Linked DNA regions of Mus musculus: region 1 is linked to region 2. The links are chromatin contacts, called in public HiChIP or PLAC-seq maps. All regions are on one chromosome and are shown on one strand. The core of a region is the stretch at or near the end of the contact, and the rest is flanking DNA. Distances in the headings are between cores, read along the strand shown.

Evidence for each region. HiChIP or PLAC-seq counts read pairs in DNA pulled down with a chosen protein or histone mark.
Region 1: a contact with region 2 is called in an H3K27ac HiChIP or PLAC-seq map of VIP interneurons, with 2.3 times the contacts expected there. The contact joins two enhancer-like sites. A contact is called at or near these places in 2 of 15 datasets of contacts at CTCF or cohesin (the NIH/3T3 cell line and large pre-B cells) and 2 of 115 datasets of contacts at active chromatin or transcription factors (VIP interneurons and pancreatic cancer cells).

The regions. Positions count from the first base shown.
Region 1 is chr1:183,618,339-183,625,992 of GRCm38.p6, reverse strand. No RefSeq gene overlaps it. Among named protein-coding and RNA genes, the nearest start is that of Gm39724, 9.3 kb to the left of the region's middle. Within about 2 kb of position 1,557, at least 3 of the 459 cell types and tissues checked have an H3K27ac peak or open chromatin away from gene starts, as enhancers often do. A contact at or near this core is called in VIP interneurons, where this site is marked.
Region 2 is chr1:183,439,681-183,447,393 of GRCm38.p6, reverse strand. No RefSeq gene overlaps it. Among named protein-coding and RNA genes, the nearest start is that of Hhipl2, 25 kb to the right of the region's middle. Within about 2 kb of position 5,198, at least 48 of the 459 cell types and tissues checked have an H3K27ac peak or open chromatin away from gene starts, as enhancers often do. A contact at or near this core is called in VIP interneurons, where this site is marked.

The DNA.
Region 1 (7,654 bases), core at 308-2,807, 180 kb before region 2:
CACACACACACACACACACACACACACACACATCAGTTCTGAATGTAGATGCATCTGGCTTAGGCACAATGACACAGACAGCTGTAGGTATAGGGACAGGTTTGCACATATAACAAATGAGTTTGCCTCAACTTGCTCTTGGAGAGTTCATGTCAGCTCCAGATGGTGATTACTTTCAGATTTTTGTATGAGTAGCGAGAAATCCGCACAAATCATGGCTCCCTGGTTTGTGAAATCTATTTTCACCACTTCTGGCTGGCACTGTATTTGCTATGGCTGTTCTCTGGCTTCTCTCTTGTAAAATGTGAGCTACCTATTCAATAAATCATTCCTCACCCAAGGAAAGAAATTACACAATGAAAGCTAGGAAGCAAAACAGTATTTCTCCTTCTCCTTCTCCTCCTCCTCCACCACCATCTTCGCCTCTTCTTTTTCCTTCTCTTTCTCCTTCTTCTTTTCTCTCCCCTTTCTCTTTGTCACTCTCTTTGTGTGTGCGTGAGTGAGTATGTGTGTGTGTGAGCGTGCACACACACAGGTGAGTATACATGTGTACACCTGTATAGAGAAGCCATAGGACAATGTTGCATGTCTTCCTCAGTCCCTCAGTCCCTCAGTCCCTCACCAACTTATTTGGGAAAAGGGTCTCCCACCAAACCTGAGACCCACAAGTTCAGCTAGTCTGACTGGCCAGAAAGCTCCCAGGATCCTCTTGTCTCTGGATCCCCAATGCTGGGATTAAAAGTGTGCAGCCCACACTTGGATTTTTCACATGGAAGCTGGGGTCCACACTCGGGTTTTGTGATGGCATGGAGGCACCTTCACAAGTGACCTATCTCCCTGGTCCCCAGAGCACTATTTCTTACTCCAGATGATCCATAACTCTTTAATAAATGCTATGATTTCAAAAGGATTCTTCTAGCACACAAGCCATAGATCCCATAGTGTCAGACAGCATTTCTGTTGAGTCTGTTATACAATAAAAATCCAGCTGGACCTGAGTAATCACATTTATTTAAATTAAAGCTATAATAATCTACCATCTACTGAATCCCACACACTATCAAATAATATCACGGCATAATTCTAGGGTGTTTCCAGGTAAAGCTATTATAGTCAGATATATGACATTCGAGGCTATGTAAAATGCTTGACATCCTGACCAAGTAATTTCTATCTTTACCTCTGCTGTGAGCCCAATCACATATAAAAATACCTCTATCAATAAGCTAAATTCTCTCAAGCTACGAATAAACATCGATGCTAATTCCTGTCACAATAATGTTTCTTCCTATATCAGATCTCTTCCTGCTGCAGTGACTTCTGGAGTGTCATTAAGATTAAACTAAATGAGGCTGATTTCTGAGTGTTACAACTGTCTGTGTTAGAAATGGAAGGTGTTGTGAATGGCTCATCTTACAGAGAAAGGAGGATGTAACATGTCCTTCATGAGGCCTTTGAGAATCTTTTTCCAATTTCCCTCTGCAATGTTCTGCCAACAAACGTGACATGCACACCACTCAGCAGGTGGTGTCCTCCTGTGGTCCTCTCTCATGCCCATCTGCTTGTCACTAAACATAGGGAGACATTCTTTTGTCTCTACATCAGACACTAACCAAGGATCCAGGCCCTGGGGGAAAATTTATATTTTTATGTATTTTTTAGGTATGAAGAAGAATTATAGCCTGATGTTCTATGCTAGCCAAATATTTGCATTGCTGGTATTAATTTTTTTCTACCAACTCCACTACAAACTAATCCTCAAAATGAATAAACCAGTGATGTGTGATCTATTTTTTCCATAATGACTTAAATTTTAAAAACAAGTGGCTGACGGACTAACAAGACATTATCTCTATAGGCAATGGTGATTATGATATCTTCTATATGAAATTATGAATCCATCTCCCAGGAAGAGTAAGCCAAACCTCATGGGCCCATAGATAAACAGGCCAGCATTGAGTATGAATCTGAGTAGCCAGATTAATATGTGTTTAAAGCGCCACTGCACTCACCTACCTGCAGAGGTTCAAAGAGATAAACAACCCAGAGTCTCCATTAAATTCCATATCTACAGAGGAGCCAAGTGCCCCTGTCTTGGATGGCTGTTGCCATGACCACTCCCCAGAGATGCTGCTCTCAACCAGCCAGTCTGGCCCACATCAGCACCAGTGCTTGGCCTAATGACACAGCTATGAAATGAGTTTGCTGGTCACCGTTTCTTCAGAAGGAAATCAACAAGCCAAACCAATACTCCATATCTGCATTTTTTTCCCAAAAGCAGAGCTCACTTGTCATCGTTTTCTATAGTCTGTCATGTCAGACTCTACTAGGCAGTCAGGAACAGTGGTCATGACCTGAATAGTAATAGGAAGGAAGCCAATGTTGGATTTTGAAAATGTCTCCAGGCACCTGACATTGTTGACTATAGGAATGGCTCTGGCCAGGCCCAATGGTTACCCCTGTAACCTTAGCACTTGAGAGGCAGAAAGAGTTCATGTTCATCACGGGTTACAAAGCAATATTTTGTCTCAAAACAAAACAAAGCAAAACAGAAGTTCCTATATTTTATAGTTTAAAACCATCAAGTCAGCAAAAATGGAAATTAGCCATGTTTGGCAAGCTCTCAAACAACTTCCATTCTGACTTTTAAAAACCTCCTGAATTCCTTACATCCTGGTTCACCGTGTGATGGCACACTCCCTTCCGTGTGAACTCCTGCTTTATGTCAACAGCAGGCTGTGGTCAATATGTTAGAGAAAGCTAGAGGGGTCCCTCCCCAGGCACTGAACAAAACTATGAGTCAAAGGAACCCCTTTTCTGTACACACCATCCAGCCTCAGGCATTCTGTTATCACAACAGAAAATAGACTAATAAAGGTTTCTTCCATGCCAGTGTCCAGCCCCTAATGTGTAAACCCGAGAGTCTCTATGAACAGCCTAAGACTCTAATCTCGTTTCCTTCTCAATCCCAAATCCTCACAGAAACAGAAACTTTCTCTTGCAAGGATAAGTTTACCTGCATCTTCTCTGTACCTTTCTTCCACTCTAAGAAGTAGGATCTTCACCATGGATTTTGAATAGGCTCCCCCCCCCAGAAACCTGGACTTCAGTTGTTCAGACCTAGATGGCTCTGTGAATAACACGCCAAGATACGTGTTCAGCTGTGTTCTTCCTTGGCTTCCTCTTTCTTTACCCTAAAGAGATATGTTTCCTACAGTAAGCAATGGTTATGTTAGTGTCCAGAACTCTTGTCCTACTCAGAAGCTAAAGAGTTAACTTTGTGCTGTTTCCTGGGTGCTGACAAAAGACATGAGATTCAGACCATAGAAACAGTTATTAATCATGGCTCAGGAACAGAATGAGCTCATGTTTGTGTTGGGTTGCCTTTGTCTTCCCCACCTCAAATCCCTACGGGAGCAACTTAAAGCCGCCTGCCTTCTCTATAGAGAGCCCACACTGAGTTCCAAAGGAAGTCGTAACTTCATTTTTTTATGGTTGTTCATTGGAAACATGACTTTGAGCAATGACCCAGGAAAAGAATGGCCAAGCTTTGCATTCTGGAAAATTCCAGACAGAATGTATAAGCATACGCAGGGCCCAGGGAGGACAACCTCATCCAACAATGACTACCAAATACTGGCAGAAGGACTTGGCTATCTCTGAAATACAAGCTCGTGTTGGAGTTCGGATACTGGCAAAACACTGGGGTTACTGGGGGCTTTATCAACAGAAAATCACAGCACAGCTAGTAAAGGGGGCTAGCCACACTGAGGAGGACGCACGTAGAAAATGCATTCAAAGTGAATTTAATATAATTTTTCTGTTTCTTTTTTAGCAGTCCTTAACAGTTTTGAGTGCTAGTTTTGTAGTTCTTTTAAGTGACTTCTCAGATTCTTCCCAGCTTGTCTCCATCATCAAGTCCCCGGGCTGCTGCCCAGGTTTCTCGTTACACTTAAGGCCAGAGTATCTTTAGCCTCATCTCACCCTAGAAGATAAAACACTTGCCCCTAGGCACCCACAGCTTGCTCAGAGGGACATCTCCCACGTGTCTGTTCTCAGCTCCAGGCTCCTGTCCAGAATCTCTTAGGAAGAAAAGATGATGATTTCGATGCTGGATGATGGCTCAGTGGGTAAGCACTTCTGCATAACCATAAGGACATGGCTTCTATTACCAGGCCAAGTAATAAAAATGTGCAGTCCCAGTGCTCAGATGGCAAGATGGAAAGTGGAGGCAGAGATCCCTGAAAACTCACAGGCCAGACAGCCCAATGTCCACCACAGCAAATAGCAAAGACCCTGGCATAAACAAGGTGAAAGGTGATGCCTGAGGTTGCCCTCTGACTTCCACATGCATGAGCACGCGCACACGCACACACATGCACACATGCACACTTACACACACACATATACATGCACACACATATGCACACTTACACACACACACATATATACATGCACACACACATGCACACACACATATGCACACATGCACACTTACACACACACATATACATGCACACACTTACACATTGTATTAGTCAGGGTTCTCTAGAGTCACAGAATTTACAGATAGTCTCTAGATAGTAAAGGAATTTATTGATGACTTACAGTAGGCAGCCCAATTCCCAACAATTGTTCAGTCGCAGCTGTGAATGGAAGTCCAAGGATCTAGCAGTTACTCAGTCTCACGCAGCAAGCAGGCGAAGGAGCAAGAGCAAGAGCTAGACTCCCTTCTTTCAATGTCCTTATATTGTCTCCAGCAGAAGGTGTAGTCCAGATTAAAGGTGTGTTCCACCACACCCTTAATCCCAGATGAAAGGCGTAGCCCAGATTAAAGGTATGTTCCTTGAACTCGGAGATTCAATCTTCTGGAATCCATAGCCACTATGGCTCAAGATCTCCATACCAAGATCCAGATAAGGATCTCCAAGCCTCCAGATAAGGGTCACTGGTGAGCCTTCCAATTCTGGATTGTAGTTCATTCCAAATATTGTCAAGTTGGCAACCAGGAATAGCCACTACACACATACTCACCTGAACACACATACACAGACACACACAGACACACATGCATACACACTTACATATACACACAGACACACATATGCACACATACACATGCATACACACATACTCATATGCACACACATGCACAAAACACACACAGAGACACACATACAGACACACACAGACACACAGATGCACATATGTATACACACACACACACATACACAGAGAATTTTACAGAATATTCTTTCATCAGTTATACAGAGGATTATTAGCAAGACTGACTGTCATTCTTTCTTTTCATCAACTATAATAACTTTTTGTCAGCTATAGTAAACCATTCACTTGAGTGATATCTCGGAATCAGTCAGATTGCCCTGAGTAATTAATGTATGTAATTAATTAATGTAATTACTTCCCCCTCACAGCCCTTCAGTGTATTGTTATAAGTGTGTTGTTAGAACCCTCTTACAGATGGAGAAACAGTTCAGAGGAGTTTATCCAAACATCACTGAGTGGTATAAAAAGACACCAAACAGGACTTCTCCATGCTGAAACACTTATTACTTCTTGCTCGTGCCTTTCCTTCCTAATTGTTCCGACTCCTCCTCCACTCCCTGCGCACTGCTCGGGATCAATCACTTCTCCAGCATCATACTTACATAATTTTTTACACAAATGTGTCTTTCCCAAACTAATGCTGCAGTTAATATAAATAGATTGAGAATACATGGTCCAAAGAAAGAATTCTGAAATCATCAAGAGAGAAACAGCCCATCACAAACAGGGAACCCTCAATCAAGCGAACAGATTTCTCAGAAGCTGTTCTGGAGGAAGGGCTGGTGAGAGGGCTCAGTGGCATAAAGCTCTTGCTGTTTAACCTGAGGGTCTGAGTTTGATCCGCAGAAGCCACCATAGAAGCAAAGAGCTGGTTCCCTAAAGCTGCAATGGCTGTACCACATTTTGAATACATTTAATACCTCTTTAAAACACTTAAAGATAGTGACATTGGTAAGTTCTCTACTGTGTGTATTTTGCAACAAAAAGGGAGGGCAGTATTTCCATGTATAATACCCTAAGTCTCACTGAGGGCTTTTTGATGGTCCAGGTCATATTTCCACTCTGTGACTGAGTCATTCTGAGATTAAATGAACAGAGCTCCGCACGGGGAAGTCCCTTTATTCTGGGATGTAACTTAGAGAGCCCGGCTATCATGGCAGTCCTCCTTTCTGTCAACCTTTTGACAGAGTTGTCATTTCAGATGTCCCAGGCAATAGCAGGTGTATCGAAGGCCATCAGAGACAGCAGGCTTCTGTCTGGAGCTACCGAGTGCAGCTGTCTCCCTACCTGACAGATCCACTGAATGCATGTGGCAGTGGACAATCCACCACCTCACCAGGGAAATATGCAGCTTGCTCCAGCATTCTCCACCAATGGCTGCTTCCTGCCTCCCGCTCACTCAGCCTTGGTCCCTGAGCGCGCAGCCTAGGGAGATAGGCAAGCATTAAACAAATAATTCCGTAAATAGCCATGTAATTACTGCTCTGATGAAAGCGTCAAAGGAGGATTCCAGGATGTGTTACAAGTGTGAAACTCCAGGGCTTACTATCGCTCACAGATCTCCCGGAGATTCAGAGGGTTTACTTGTTAAAGGCATCATTCCGATTAGTTCTTAGTGTCAACTTGATAAAACCAAGAGTCACCTAGAAAGAGGGAGTCTCCGCTGAGGGATGGTCAGATCAATTTGGCCTGTGGTTATTTCTGTGAGGAACTGCCTTCACTGGTGATGGATGCGTGAGGGTTCTCTCCAGTGTAGGCAGCACTCCCACTGGGCAAGCCATGTGGTCCCAGTTTGTGTAAGAAAGAAAGCTGGTTAAGCATGAGCCAGGGAGAACAAGTCAGTAAGCAGCATTCATCCATGGTTTACTCTACTCCAGGTTCCTGCCTTCGGTTCCTGCCCCAACTCCCCCGTGATAGGCTGTTACCTGGACGTACAAGCTGATATAAACCTTTTATCCCTCTATAATAAAACACATCAGATACTGTAATTATGAAGAGAAAAAGGTGCTATGGGCCCATACTTTTATCCACATTTGTGATTAACTGCCTATCTTAGTCAATGTTCTATTACAATGAAGAGACCATGACCTTGAACCTCTTATAAAAGAAAGCATTTAGTTGGGTCTTTCTTACAGAGCTTTAGTCCATTATCCTCATGACAGGAAGCATGGCAGCATGCAGAAAGACATGGTTCTGGAGAGGTAGCTAAGAATTCCACATCTGGATCAGCAGGCAGCAGGAAGAGACAATGAGCCAACTGGGTCTGACTTGGACTTCTGAAACCTCAAAGCCCACCCTCAGGGACACACTTCCTCCAACAAGGCCACACCTACTCCAACAAGGCCACTATTAATAGTGTCACTTACTATGAGCCTATGAGGGCCATTCATTCATTCAAACCAGGACACTGGTCCTGTTGCTTAAGGTCTGTGTCAACACAACATCATTGTAGAATATGCAGTAGAGCGAAATGGCTTGACTTATGACCTGGAAATGGACAACCGTGAGGAGGTAGGCAGGTGGTCCCACAATCCACTTTGAAGGCCTATTTCAAATGAGCTAAAGACTTCAATAAATCCCTTCTCTC
Region 2 (7,713 bases), core at 3,949-6,448:
ACACTGACTGCTCTCCTGAAGGTCCTGAGTTCAAATCCCAGCAACCACATGGTGGCTCACAACCATCCATAAGGAGACCTGATGCCCTCTTCTGGAGTGTCTGATGACAGCTACAGTTTACTTACATATAATAAATAAATAATTTTTTAAAAGTAAATACATAAATAATTTTAAAACTGTTTGATGCTTTTTTAAAAGAGAGCCACCTGCTCGGAGTCAGACACTGAGAGGCTTATGCAGGGCTATGACCTCACACCAACCCTGGGAACTGCAGCTTTCTACTGGGCAGAGATAAAAACCAAAGCTGATTGGTTAAAAAATACCGCGCACGCCTTTAATCCCAGCACTTGGGAGGCAGAGGCAGGCAGATTTCTGAGTTCGAGGCCAGCCTGGTCTACAGAGTGAGTTCCAGGACAGCCAGGGCTACACAGAGAAACCCTGTCTCAACAACCCAAAAAAAAAAAAAAAAAAAAAAAAAAAAAAAAACCCATACCCAAGAATGTCCAGGGGCAGCACTCGCCACCCAGGCGAGGCCAGAAGTGACAGAGAGTAGTATAGCTAACCTGAAATGGATGACATCAGATTCAGTCACTGTCATGGGGCCCTCCCAGAGCCTGTTAAGACCACTGAGCATGAGAGATGTGCTCTGGACTCTGCTGTGATCTAACTAACTCCTCACACCCAGAAAGCTTCCTGGCACATAACAAGCATTTGGATGATGAGAAGTTATCTCTGTGAGACGGTTGGGATTATGTTAGGCCTTTGTAGGAATAGACATATGTAGAAAAGAAACATTTATTGGGGACCATGAGGGATAAGAATCCATCCTGGCAGGGAACATAGTGGCAAGCAGCAGGCTTGGTGCCAGGAGCAGGAAGCTAAGAGCTCACCTCCTCAAACTGCAGGCACAAAGAGCAAACAGGAAGTAGGCAAAGCATTTTTACTCTCAACGCCCGCCCCCCAGTGACCTACTTCCTCCAACAGGCCACACCTCCTAAACCTTCCCAAACAGTTCCCCCAACTGGAGAGCAGGTGTTCGAGTTTCTAAGCCCATGGAGGACATTCTCACTCAAACCATATCTCATCGACTGCCGCATATGTACATAACTAGGCAGTTAACAGTCTCTCCGTCCTTTACCTTTCCCCAGTTGGCGCCTCTCTGTATCCCCGGGCTCCACATCAGCATTCCTGAGCACTATCTGCCCATTTCTGAAATGTGGGCAATCAATAGCCATGTATGTCCTGCTCAACGGGGACCATCTGGAGTGTGATCCAGGGTTTAAGCTTTGTACTTCTCCATCATGTCACATTCATAGCCTGTGACTGGTCTGAATGTCAGTGACCATTGTTAAGGCCCAACCATAAAACCAATTTGAGCAGCATCACCCAGATCTTCAACGTGAGCCTTTCAATGGTCCAACATAAGCTGTCAAAATAGATGTCAAGATACATACAACCCTCTTCAGCCCCCTCTCTCCTTTCCTTGACACAGGACCTTGGACACACTGCTTTTCACACTGTGTGTGGATGGCTGTGCTGCAGGAAACATAGCGTCCATATCATCCCTGCATCTCTAGCCCCCATGCCTCAGGTTCTGGGCTGTGGAGGCATGATAAGGCACCTTCAGCCTGTGCTGGTCCGTATTAATGCAGACACCCAGAGAGACCCTACTCATCTATGTGCACGGAGAACCAGACGTGAAAAAGAAAACCAGCTCCCAACCCAAGAGGCTCACAGGGCACTGGCGCGCTCCCCATACTGCAGAGTCCACACAATTATATTTAAAACTGGAGAAAGAAGCAAGGTGAGGCCAGGATCCACCGCTGCTGCTGTGTGCTGCTACCACTCAGCGCCTGCATCTGTATTAAACAGTGCAGAAATTCCCTGCACTCCACGGGGATGCTTCACAGGGTTCCTAGTGCCACCCACAGGCCCCTGGGCCACGCTCAACCCCAGGAAGATGACAATGCACACCAGAGTGGACACCATGGGCTGGGCGAGGGTATATAGCACAGTGAACGAAAGATGTAAGTGCAGGCTGGGGGTGGGATGTGAAGCACTCTAGGTTCTTTGTTTGCCTTCCAACAAGAACGGCCAAGCTGTAGCTCCCTATCACAAGCTGTGAAACAACTCGTTCATCCCTTCCAGATCTTTATCTGTAACAGGAAGACTGGCCCTGTGTCACAGGGATGCCATGAGGATTGGGCTAACAAATGTGTTAGGGTAAGACATAACACATCATGGTAAAATTTACAATTATTATTATTACTATTACCTAGACTTTGGTCTTTTTTTATCATCTCACCAGGGAACATGCCACTCCATCATTTGCCTAGATTTCATCAATTTCTTCAGTGAATACCTTTTCTGTACACCTTGACCTCTGTGTGGCCCAAACCAAGCTCTTTGAAGGCCCAGCTGTCTGTTGCTGAAGCTCTCCTGTGTGCCCATGCCTCCTTAATTCCAGAGCACTCCGTTTCCTCTCTTGTAGCCTTTAATACTGTCTACTTCAAACCATTCTTCAAAGCTCCCTTTAGAAAGCACCGGTGGCTAAGCCCCATTCCTGTTCCCCACAGCATCGCCTGTTACATAGAGAGTGGAGTGGCTAAGTGTGGAATAGACAGGACCTTAGGACAGAAACCGAAAGAGGAAAACCTTCTCACTAAAGCCTGTTTGAAAAAGATAGACAGGAGGTGATCAGAGAGGTGTCATGTAAAATAGCACAGGTGTGTGTGTGTGTGTGTGTGTAGGTTAGAAGACAACATATAAATGTTGGTTCTCTCTCTCCGCCATGTGGATTCAGGGGATTAAACTCTCAAGCTGTCAGCCTCCGCAGCAAGCATCTTTATCTGCTAAGCCACCTTGCCAGCCTCTAGAATTATTTTTGTAAAACAAACAAGAATTCTTCCCTGTAAATACAACTGAGGGGAAAAGAAAGCCCCCAGTACCATCCACAGCTTTGAAAACCTTCTCTCCCACCTCTGATCCAGGGTGGGCAGGAGGTTAGACATCACCAACCCAGCACCCAACTGCAGCCAGCATCTTCCTGTGACCCTGCTCAGTCCTTCCTGCAGCTAAAAGCACTGAAGTCAAATCTCCCTCCCCCACCCTCTGCCTCTCTGACACCTCAGTCCAGAGGCTCAAGACCATGACTTTTCAGACCTAGATCTGTGCTTGGGCAACCGCAGGCAGTCCATTTAAGCTCTTCCACACTAAGAAGTTAATTTGGGGAGTACTCATTTCTCAGACTTTTACACATTTGTATGTGTAAGGATCAGCAGGGTAGAAAAGGCCTGTTTTCATGTCTTCCTGAAGGCAGACACCCCACTTTTGTTTCTGCACAGAGCATGTCCTCAGTGCCCTGAAGGTAACACGGTGTAAAATCAGTATTCCAGAGATGAGAGAAGAATCAGATGAATGGGAGCTACATCCCACGACAAGGGATGCAAACTCCCACGTGGGTCCTGCTTATAACTTTATCCCTACATGAAAGTGAGCCACCTGGGCACTTATTGCCCACAAGGCATAAAAAAAGAAACTCTGTTTGCTAGAACAGAGGTCTTGAGGGTCCACGCTAATGTGAGGTGACCTGGGGAATAGCATCCCACAGCCAGGTTGCCAGTATCTCCAGCTGGAAGCTGCACTGTTGGGTAGAGCTGAGATCCACAAGCATCATCAATTTATAGAGGCTTCCATTATGATCATTCATGAAGCAACGTGTGTCATCTGCAGAAGAAGATCTGTATGCTGTTGTGGAACTCAAATTTACTGATTCCTTTATTCGGGTCTATAAATTCTGGTTATCGATTGTCCTACTGACTTACTGCTTTCTCGGGCCTGTGACCAGTGGCTCTTCAGAAACTCCTGGGAACAGGGAGTGATATACACCCAAAGGTCACCCACATATTTAAGAAACAAAATTCTTTGCTTGGGAGCACTGTCTTCTAGGCACGACATGGTAATTACATGTCTGAGCTCACAGCCGTTGTGATGACCTACACCGGACAAGGCCATCAGCATCTTAGGAGGGAAGAGGGGCTCTAGAGACCCAACTCCTCTCTGAGGAGCTCTGAGCAGCTCATGGCTACTGGGGGAAGGGAAAACACTTTCTTCAGTGGTGTGACCAACACTAAGTTGCCTGTGTTCCAGTAAACAACCTTTCATCCTCTAAGCATCCTAGTGAAATGCACCGGGCCAACGGCAACAAAAAACAACATGAAAGTTGAAAGGGGGGAGTGGGTGTTAGGAAGAGGGAGGGGACCAGGTTGGATGGGGTGGGAACAAGAGAGAGTGAATATAGCAGATGCTTTAGATGTGTGTATGGAAATACAGTGAAACTATTATGTATAATTAATATATTATTATGTTACTATGTATAATTGATATATTCCTACCACCCTGCTGTGTCTTTAGCCCGCCATCTTTCTCCTCCCCTTTCTTTCTGTCAAATCTGTGCTATAATGATCGGGTATTTGACTCTCTCAAAATACCAGAACCTGCTCTGCCCCATTTTCCAGGAACATAGTTCTCAATATCGGGGAGACTCTTCTGCACCATTTCAACCTGCTATTCGGGGTCCTTTTTCTTGAGTCTTTTGCTCAGTCCCCAGGCAAGGAAGCAGAAACCATTATCCAGAAATAGCCTGATCACGTTAAATCTTTAAGTCTACTAAACGGTCGCAAGCTGGGGTCCCAGCATCAGCACTGACAGCGAAAACAGGGGCCTGGGTGACAAAGCCCTTCCCTCTGAACTGTCACCACAGAATACTGTCCCTGCTGGATCGCATTCTTAGGGCCGGTACGGCCAGCACCAGATGGCTCAGATTCACCTGTGAAGCCAGGCCTGCTGAGAGACTTCATCTACGTTTGTGTTTTGATCCTTTGGAATCTGCAACCAGAGCCCCTGGCAGCAAACGTCCTTCTCCGCCAGTTCAAGCAAGAAAATGTACCTGCCGTGGTCGTGCTTGCTTCACTAGGCTGCTGACTTATTTTAAGAACTAAATCTCTCCTGTTACTCTATTTTCCTCTCTCAGGAGGAGTGTGTGAGCTCCAAGACTGATTTGCAGCCAGGGCAGGCAATCTCTTATGTGGTGACCTAGCGCCACCTACTGACTACTCACTTAACTGCAGCCAAGAGGACAACGAGGTCCTCTTGTAAGGAAAGTTTTCTCCGAATTCTTCTCTACTTACTCACCAGACTTTGCCTGGCAGTCTTGTGCTGTGCCCTTTTTATCTTTAATGTAAACAAGCGACGACTGTGTCACCAACAAGGAAGCTGGGCGAGTTCTTCACTTGCCAGCCCTGCCCCACCCTTTCTCCTTAGCAGCTGTTGCTTACAAATGATGAACTCAAGGCAGAGAAGCCGATGTGGTCTCCAGGTGTCCCCAGCACAGACACGGAGAGAGGTGGCCCTCTTGTCTTTATTTAGCCTTCCTGACCATGGTCTCTGAACTTGGAGTACAAGAATATTCTCCCAGTACTCTGCTCTTCACGTGCAAGAAAGAGGTAGAAGGTGTTTTCCACGGTAGCCTCTCAACACTTACTCAAAATAGAAGTCTTATTTCTAATAGATGCAGATGTCTCTCTTATGCTCAGGCTCACACCAGGGGCAGCTTATAAAAGCAGATACCATACAAGCTTATACACATATGCAGGAAGTGCTGCTGATTGGCTGATTTGGGTCAAAGCTCATTTTGGCTAACTATACAGAGCAGTTCTAACTAACCTCTGTTGTGCTCAGTTTCCAAGAGCAAAGAATTTAAGAGAATATGCAATCAACTTGCACATAAGGAAGTTTCCTTATAATACTAGTAACAGCGCAAAATGGCAGGCTAGCCACGTAAGAGTTACTTAGGCTTAACGTTATACCTAGGCCTTAACATTCCATCTAGCCCTTCAGTTCTACCTAGTCCTTATCAGTTCAAATGCATCCTCTGGTCTCCACATGTATGGCACTGCTATCAAAGGAAATTTAAAAAATACATGATCATGAGAGAAAAAACAAAAGAGAATAGATAGGCTTCTGGACAGGCGGCCTCTACAGCCCTTGCTGATGCTCTGTCGCTGCATGAAGCCCGAGCTGGTTCAGCACTGCCAGCTCCAGACTTCCAGTGCCTTACAGATATGTAGAGACTGAGATTTCTTGACCTTGGCACCACTGGGTCAAAGCGGTCTGTGTTACTGTGAAGCTGTCTGCTCACCACAAGCATCTAACAGTACCCCTATCTTTTGCTGAGGAAATGCCAGTCGCAACCCCAACCCCCGACTCCATCCTGTTACAACTATCAAAGTGTCTGCAGGTATTGCCATTGTTTCCCTGGGCTGGGAGGTGCAAAACCACCCCTGATTGAAAACCCTGGGTCTGGAGCTCAGGTTCCCAAGCTTGAATGTAAAATGATCCCCATAGTCTCGTGTATTTAAACGTTTGGTCCCAGTAGGTGGCGCTGTTTGGGGATATATATATATCAGGAGGATTCTGCATGGGTGAATAACGCTGCCCCCAGAAGACGTAAGTTATAAATAATGATCTCAGAGCCAGGCAGGCAATCCCTCCCTGTGAGTTATGGTTAAGGGGGCCCCCAGAGGCACCCGGCACAACACAGGCTGCTGCCATTGCTCTTGGTTGCCCTCCAGAACTAGATGGTGAGACCCCATTACCGAAGGTACCTCTCCCTTATGATGCACAACATAGAGAAACAACCCGAGCTGGCCAGGGAACTCTGCTGGCTTAGCTTACCCAGGCCAGAGGTCCTGTGCCAGTCTCTGGAGGAGAAAAGTCACCAGCAGTCTTACACAGCTGTGATCCTCACTGCACTGACCTGGTGGCTGGAAGTGCTCGCTGGAATTTAGAGACATGACAGCTAAGCAGGTAACCAACCGTTCTCAGGTCGGATGTGAGGCCTGCTCCACAGAAGGAAATTCATCCTTGACATCCTTGGTGCTGTAAACCCGGTCAAAAGCCCAAGACTGAGGCGATCACAGGCCTGTCTAGGGGTTGTGGGCTACCTGCTGCTGCTGTTGTTGATGATGGTGGTGGTGGTGGTGATGATGATGATGATGTTTTGGTTTGGCTTGGTTTGGCTTGGTTTGGTTTGGTTTGGTTTTTGCTTTTGTGCTAAGTGGTCATACTATCACACTACCTTCTAAATATGTATGTCTGTGCCCATAGATTCCTGCTTCCCTCACCTTTAGTCAGAGGAGCTTCCTTTGGCCGTGGGTCGTGGTTCATGTAAAGATTCATAACAGGTCAAAGTGCCAAGTATAAATAACTGGGCACTCGGCTACAGATGGATCATCCACACCAACCTCCCACAATCCAGTGCTCAGGGAACTTCACAGAAGGGGCAGATGGAATGTCAAAAGCTGGAGACTGGGGGTAGGGGGAGAGAAGGGGAGAGAATTGCGAAACACTCACTTTTTAGGCATGAAATGGCTGTTGCATGCATGGAATCACATTAGCTGTGGTTACCAGCACAAAATCGAGCCAGTCAAAATTACAGCATGGGCCCCACCACCACACAGGAGAAGCTATGAGGTAGCTGCCGAGGGACCAGGCCACTGAACGGTTGCTCATGCCCTAGTGGGTGGTCCACGTTCATGTGCGTATGGGCAGCACCTGTTGTGTTCAAGGGGTGATCGATAACAAAAAAAAGTAAAAGACGCGAAGGGGAAAGGAGAGGGATCGAGGCCCTAGAGAGAGCTAGAGGAGGCGGTA